Linked DNA regions of Mus musculus: region 2 is linked to region 1. Evidence: chromatin contacts called from public HiCAR-type data. All regions are on one chromosome and are shown on one strand. Each heading gives the region's core, a stretch centred on a gene start, on an enhancer-like site or on the middle of the called end of the contact. The rest is flanking DNA. Distances are from core to core; before and after follow the strand shown. Region 1 overlaps Rps15a (ribosomal protein S15A). Region 2 has its middle 18 kb from the start of Gm23229.

The links. HiCAR-type assays count read pairs that join an accessible place to other places.
Region 2: a contact with region 1 is called in a HiCAR-type map of embryonic stem cells, with 4 times the contacts expected there. The contact joins two enhancer-like sites. A contact is called at or near these places in 5 of 39 promoter capture datasets (the C10 cell line, the HPC-7 cell line, embryonic stem cells and 1 more), 2 of 15 datasets of contacts at CTCF or cohesin (embryonic stem cells and large pre-B cells), 30 of 484 Hi-C or Micro-C datasets (B cells, the Ba/F3 cell line, CD8 T cells and 12 more), 24 of 115 datasets of contacts at active chromatin or transcription factors (the 230-238 cell line, the HPC-7 cell line, the SCID.adh cell line and 9 more) and 4 of 9 other capture datasets (adipose tissue, embryonic stem cells, liver and 1 more).

Annotation. Positions count from the first base shown.
Region 1 is chr7:118,101,374-118,104,880 of GRCm38.p6, forward strand. It overlaps Rps15a (ribosomal protein S15A), which reads right to left. Exons shown (of 5, transcript NM_170669.2): 5 at 3,001-3,507. Among named protein-coding and RNA genes, the nearest start is that of Rps15a, 13 kb to the right of the region's middle. Within about 2 kb of position 1,923, at least 107 of the 459 cell types and tissues checked have an H3K27ac peak or open chromatin away from gene starts, as enhancers often do. A contact at or near this core is called in the G1E-ER4 cell line, the SCID.adh cell line, bone marrow-derived macrophages and 1 more, where this site is marked.
Region 2 is chr7:118,295,897-118,299,403 of GRCm38.p6, forward strand. No RefSeq gene overlaps it. Among named protein-coding and RNA genes, the nearest start is that of Gm23229, 18 kb to the left of the region's middle. Within about 2 kb of position 1,950, at least 41 of the 459 cell types and tissues checked have an H3K27ac peak or open chromatin away from gene starts, as enhancers often do. A contact at or near this core is called in the G1E-ER4 cell line, the SCID.adh cell line, bone marrow-derived macrophages and 1 more, where this site is marked.

The sequences.
Region 1 (3,507 bases), core at 673-3,172:
AAAAGCAGTGTTGGAACTGGATATGCTGGCACACACCAATAATGCCAGTTATGGTAATCTAATGGTAGTCTGAAGAAGGAGAATTGCAATTGTTGTACCATATAGCCAGATGCTCCAAAGGACGGGAGGGAAGGAGATGAGCTATGCTCTGTGTCTGGTATGACATGTATTAGTATGTGCTCTCTCTCTCTCTCTCTCTCTCTCTCTCTCTCTCTCTCTCTCTCTCTCTCTCTCTCTCTCTGTGTGTGTGTGTGTGTGTGTGTGTGTGTGTATGTGTGAGAATGGGTGGGTAGGTAGGTGAATGGGTGGGTAGTGAATAGGTAGGTAGATGGATGGGTGAATGGGTTGTTGGGCACAACCTATCCCCCCAGTCCTCAGAACAATCTTGTGGTGGTGGTTTGAATGAGAATGGACCCCAGAGGGTCATATAGTTGAATGTTTAATGTTTGACCCCCAGTTGGAGGAACTGTTTAGGAAAGATTAGTAGGTATAGCCTTGTTGAAGGAGGTATGTCACTAGGATCTGGCTTGGGGTTTTCAAAAGCCCAGTTCGTCCTCACACTCAGTCTCCCCCTCCCTCCCTTCCTCCTGCTCTAGCATCATTCATTCATACCTGCTATCATGTTCCCTGACATGATGTCATGAGCCCACCATCTGAAACTGTAAGCAAGTCACAATTAAGTTCTCTCCGTTTGTTTGTTTGTTTGTTTTTCAAGACAGGGTTTCTATGTATAGCTCTGGCTGTCCTGGAACTCACTTTGTAGACCAGGCTGGCCTCGAACTCAGAAATCCGCCTGCCTCTGCCTCCCAAGTGCTGGGATTAAAGGCGTGTGCTACCACGCCTGGCACAATTAAGTTCTCTTGGTCTTAGAATGTTGTCGCAGCAGTAGAAAAGTAGCTACGACAAACTCTCCTTGACCTGAAGGCCAATGCCAACGATACACATCCTCCCTCCTTCTGAACCTTCTTTCTGTGGCCATGAATAATTTGCCTCATCTCAACAAGGTTTCCAGTCCAGACATAGGTTAATGGCAGCAAACTGTTTCAAGATACTTGTGGTCCTGTGCTGTCACCTAGTGGAAACTCCATGAAACTGCAGAGAGGATGCTTGAAGCACTCATGGGAGCCTGGAGAGAATTTAACAAGACTCATGATGGATTGATAACTGGTTTTAATTTTATTTAACTTTTTATTGATTCTTCATGAATTTCATACATGCAACCCAACCCCACCCATCTCCTTGTTCTCTCGTACTGTCCTTCACCCTTGCAACCTCCCACCAAAAAAAAAAAAAAACCTGGTGTGGAAGCTGCAGTGTGCATGTCCCACAGTACACCCTTTTGTCCATACTCCTTTGCTTGCAAATGTTCATTGCAATGAGTCATTTGTCTAGTTCAAGGCCTCTGGCTTCTGCTACACTATCAATACTGGAAACTTACTAGGACTCCCCTTGGACACCCTACTGTCACCCTGTGTCGTGGAGATCCTGTAGCTTTAGATGTGTAGGACTTGCCCCTTCATGCTCTCCAGCAGTCCACAGATGGAGTTGATATTGGGGTGTGCCAACTCAAAGCCCTGGATCTGGGCCTGGATGGTATCTGAGCTGCTCACCTGCCAGCTCTCCCACACCCACAGCACCAGGGAAAGCTCTCCTGCACTGCAACTGTTAAGGGCAGAGCCAGTTCTCCCACTCTCATGCCCTTGGGCGGCTCTGCCACTTGCTACAGGTGGTAAAGAGTGGGGGAGGGAGCATGTTTCCCCTCACCTATGCCACCACACAACAGATAAGTGGCAGGGCCAGCTCTGCCATGCTCACACCCTTGGGGCCAGTTTACCAACAACTCCCACTACCAGGGCCAGCTCTACTGTGCTTCCTAGGTGAGGTGTAGGACCTGCAGCCGGCTAGGGGTGGATAGGGTGAGCTCTCCTACTCTCCACCTTCATGGCTAGCTCTCCTAGGGCTGGGAGGCAAGGGATGGGGCCAGCTCTGCACAATCCTCATACAATGACAGGGCAGCAGCCCAGACCAGGGACATCTGACTAGCCTTTGGTGGTAACAAAGGACCTAAAGACCAGGACCTCACTACGGCCTTAGGTGGTACTCAAATCAGGCTCCTTGATTCTCTAGTTCTGCCTCTCTTCATTGTGCACATTCTTCTGTTTCTTTCTCTTCCATCTCTCTACCACTTGGTCATCCTAGTGGTGCCCAGTCTCTGGGTGTCTGGGGTCCTCTTAGGAATGGTCTCAGAAGTGCTATACCTTGCCCATGCCATGTGGCACCAGGTGGAAGTTGTCTTGGGCGTGGTTTTGAAATCAGTTTTGAAAGGATGAAAGGATTGGGCTAGTTCAGATATGCAGATCTTGGAGTAAGTGAGCAGTGTACATATCTGGTTATCCATGGAGACAGGAGGGAGCCACCATGAGTCTCCACGTGCGAGTTTGCATCCCCATTCATCACACACCCAGGGCTTCCCCTCTCCTCTCTCCAGACTTCACACTGTGCAACTATAGCCTATGCCAGAAGGTTCAACCATACACAAGGCTTCCCCACACACCCACAGTTAAGACTATTACTTAAGCAAGAAAGACAGCTGTAAGAAGCTAATTAGGAAACCTTCAGAACAAAGAAATTGCTGAAGAAATTGACCTTGGAGAATACTAGGCCAGGACAGCTTAGAAGAGCCCAGGCAGTGACACTCTGAGATTATCAAGGTTTCTAGCAACCTGTCCCAAATGAAAATTGCTGCGTACAAGGGTCAGCCTCCTTCGACTGTGTGCACAGCTGGGAGTGTGTGTGTGCTGAGTGGCTTTAAGCAGCAGTCAGGCAAGGTGACAGACCCAGAGGTGTGACATGGCCAGTGCCCAGCAGTCTTGAAGGAGCAAGAAACCAATGTTTTGTTTGTTGCAAGTCCAGCTGCTCACCACACCATAGTGTGATCAGGTAGAAACCAGGCAAGCTTATTCAAAAGGTCACCAATTCAGAAGCCATTCAGACAAGAGGTTTTAAAAAAAATGCTTTATTTTATTCACACACACATGTTCGCACAAAGAGAGGCCATAAATTCGAGAAATTGAGTAAGAGGAGAGCACATAGGAGAGGTTGAATGAAAAGGACAGGGAGAGAGGCCAACATAATTGTATTTTACTTTCAAAGACTTAAAAAATCAGAAATTTCATTTCATTACTCCATCTCCCCCCACCCCACCCCCAGGCGTGTACAAGCACACTTGAAGGCCAGAGGAGGGTGTCAGACTCCCCGGAGCCCAAGTCATAGGCTAGTGTGAGCAGCCCGACGGAGGTGCTGGGGACCGAACCTGAATCCACTCAGGAGCAGCAAGTGCTCTTAACAACCTAGCCATTGTCCCAGCCCCTAAATTATCTCATTGATAAGACCAAGAACCCAAAAAGGAATTTCAGTAACAACAGTTCAGCCCTGATTCACCAAGAATGATGGTGACTCATCATCTTTGCTATCTATACTTTCTGCTGACTCACAACTCCTGGTCAC
Region 2 (3,507 bases), core at 700-3,199, 190 kb after region 1:
TGGTAGAGCACATGATTAGCCTGACAAAGCCTAGCAGTCGTTAACATTTGCCTCTCCCTGGCTCCCAGACAGGTTTCACTATGTAGCTCTGGCTCGTTTGGAACTTCCCATCTAGCGGCTAGCCTAAATTAACAGTCAGGTGACCTACAGGGCCATGTGAACTGGACCAGAGTCTCTGCAGGCAATGCTAACTAGAACTTTGTGTCTCCACATCACCTCAGACTCACGTGATATGTCACCTCTTTATCTACTGGTTTATCTCCAGTGTGCACCCAGCAGATTGAGGACTGGACCTTGCCATCAATACCTGAAGTGGAAACTCTACAACACAGTGGGGCTGAAGACGCCCAGTTCCTGAAATCCCATGGTTATTTTCAACACTGAAGAAACCCCCTAGGAAGCAGTCCCTTTCCATTACCCCTGTGCTCAGGCCCAGGAAACCATTAATGTCCCTTTTGTTTCTGTGGGTGCCTCTTCTGGACATCTTACCGGAATGAGGACTATGAGGTGAGCCTCTCATGGCTGGTTTTTTTTTTTTTTCTTCTGCAGCATATATCAGACACACACACACACACACACACACACACACACACACACACACACACACACACACAGTGTATGGGTACACCATTGCTGTCTTCAGACACACCAGAAGAGGACATTGGATCCTATTTTAGATGGTTGTGAGCTACCATGTGGTTGCTGGGAATTGAACTCAGGACCTCTGGAAGAATAGTCAGTGCTCTTAACCTTTGAGCCATCTCTCCAGTCCCCACTTTATATTCTTTTTTTTTCAGTGAAACAGTATTCCCCTGTCTTAGCTTTGTTTTGTGTAGCTCTGATAACTCCTACAAAAACACCTGAAAGGAGAAAAGTTTCCCGCCCACGGCTGATCCATCATTTTGGGGACGAAAGGTGTCAGGAGCCTGAAGCAGCTGGTTCTTTATAGCCACAGTCAGAAGCAGAAGGCATGGATCTAGTGCTCGCACGCTTGCGCTTGGCTTGCTCTATTTTATACAGTCCAGGATCTCCACTCAGGGAATGGTCTCCATCACAATCAAGAAGTGTCCTCATCAGCCAACTTAGGACAGTTCCCACAGACAATTCCCAGAGGCTCTCATAGGTGTGCCTGGGGCCTACCTCTGAGCTGTCAGGGTCACAGACACGCACATGCGCACGCGCACACAGACAGGCCTCCCACTGTTTATTCATTGCAGTCTTCGGCAGACATTTGAGCTGACCCTACTCTTTGGTGATTGTGAACAGCGTAGGTTTTTGTTTACCTCGTGCATCATCTCCCCCAAAGTGGCTTAGAAAGCACAGGCTACGGTTGAATCAAGTGTTAATTATTTCTATTCCCTTCCTTACATAACAGTCACTTCCAAAAGGCTTGCAGATGGTGGACCACAGGGATGCAGAGAGGCAAACAAGAAGTGGGGAAGGGTGGGGCAGAAATGGGCTGTTTTGTAGCTTTTGTGCTTGAACCAGTGAACTGTGGAGGCTGGAGAGGGACGTGTTTCTGTCCGTGTCTGTGGAAGTCGGCTAACTATCATCAGGCAAAAATGACATATTAAGATGTTGGGAGATGTAAACCAAAGCCAGGTGGAAGAGGCAGGACCCACCTACTAGGCAGAGCTCCGAGGAGAAGGTCATTAAAATCCAATTGTTTCCCCACATTAAATCGCTCAAGTTAGGAGGAACCTATTTTAAATAAAGAGAAAGAAAATAGAGCGGGAGGGTAATTTCTTTTTAATTGTTGATACAACTCAGAATAAATTAAATTGTAATTAAGTTTGTTTACTTATGAGGAGACGAAGTGTGGGCGCTCTGTAGGGGCCTCTTCAGCCTTTTGAAAATAAGACCGCTTTGTTTTCCCAGGATGCTTCCTGGGGAGCATCCAAGTCCTTCGCGACTTCGGCTGCTACGGCGCGTCCTCTAGTGGCCATATGTGGAAGGTCGGGCAACAGCTCTCTTCCAAGAGAGACCGGCCTTCAGTTATGCAGGAAGCCATCTGCAAACTAAGCCCCCAGCTCCCGACAACACACACACTTTTTCTTTCTTTCTTTCTTTCTTTCTTTCTTTCTTTCTTTCTTTCTTTCTTTCTTTCTTTCTTTCTTTCTTTCTTTCTTTCTTTCTTTCTTTCTTCCTTCCTTCCTTTCTTTCTTTCAGGCTGGCCTCAAACTCACAGTGATTTGCCTGCCTCTCCTTCCCAAGTGCTGCAATTAAAGGAGCTCGACACCATCTCCCAGCTATTAGTTTCTAAATATCCGAGGGATGACCTTGAAGTTCTGATCTCCGATCTTCTGATCTTCACCTCTTCAGTGATGAAATGACCGATGCGCACGTACACACACACACACACACACACACACACACATAGGGTGGCCCGGTTGGAAACAAGGGCTTTGTGCGTGCTAGGCAAGCACTGTAAAACCTGAGCTACATCCCCAGTCTCAAGAAAGACCACGAGTTCAAGACAAGTCTAGGCTATAAAGACAGATCCTGTCTCAAGAAAGAAAGAAAGAAAGAAAGAAAGAAAGAAAGAAAGAAAGGAAGAAAGAAAGAGGGAGGGAGGGAAAGAAAGAAAGGATGGAAGAAAAAAGGGATGAAAGGAAGGAAAACAAACAAACAAACAAACAAACAAAAAACCAGAAAGAAAGCTGGGCAGTGGTGGCACACGCCTTTAATCCCAGCATTAATCCCAAATTCACTTGGGAGGCAGAGGCAGGTGGATTTCTGTGTTCGAGGCCAGCCTGGTCTACAGAGTGAGTTCCAGGACAGCCAGGGCTATACAGAGACACCCTGTCTTGAAAAACAAAACAAAACAAAACAAAACAAAACAAAACAAAAAGACAGAAAGAAAAAAAGGAACCGTGTCCAGGCTGGCTGCTTGGATAAAGAACAAGAAAGGGGGGCAGCAACCACATGGTGGCTCACAACCACCCGTGATGAGATCTGACGCCCTCTTCTGCTGTGTCTGAAGACAGCTACAGTGTACTTACATATAATAATAAATCTTTGGGCGAGCAGAGTTGACTGGAGTGAGCAGAGGTCCTAAAAATTCAATTCCCAACAACCACATGAAGGCTCACAACCATCTGTACAGCTACAGTGTGCTCACATACATAAAATAAATAAATAAATAAATAAATCTTAAAAAACAAAAAAGGACAATTGCCATTTTAGAACTACTTCAAGAAACAGGGCTGAGGTAAGCTTGAGACTGCCACACTGTGCGCAGGCAACCACAGCAGAGGAAAAGGTGAATTACCCCCAAATGCAACTAACAGATAGCTAAGGCTAATGTAATTTAAAAAAAAGAAAAGAAAAAGAAAAAGAAAAAGAAAGGGAGGCTGGAGAGGTGGTTCAGAGGTTAAGAGCACCGGCACTGGCTGATCTTCAGGGGACCCAGGTTCAATTCAGCACCCACATGGCAGTTCACAAGCGTCTGTATTTCTAATTCCAGGAGATCTCACACCCTCACACAGACACACGTGCAGGCAGAAT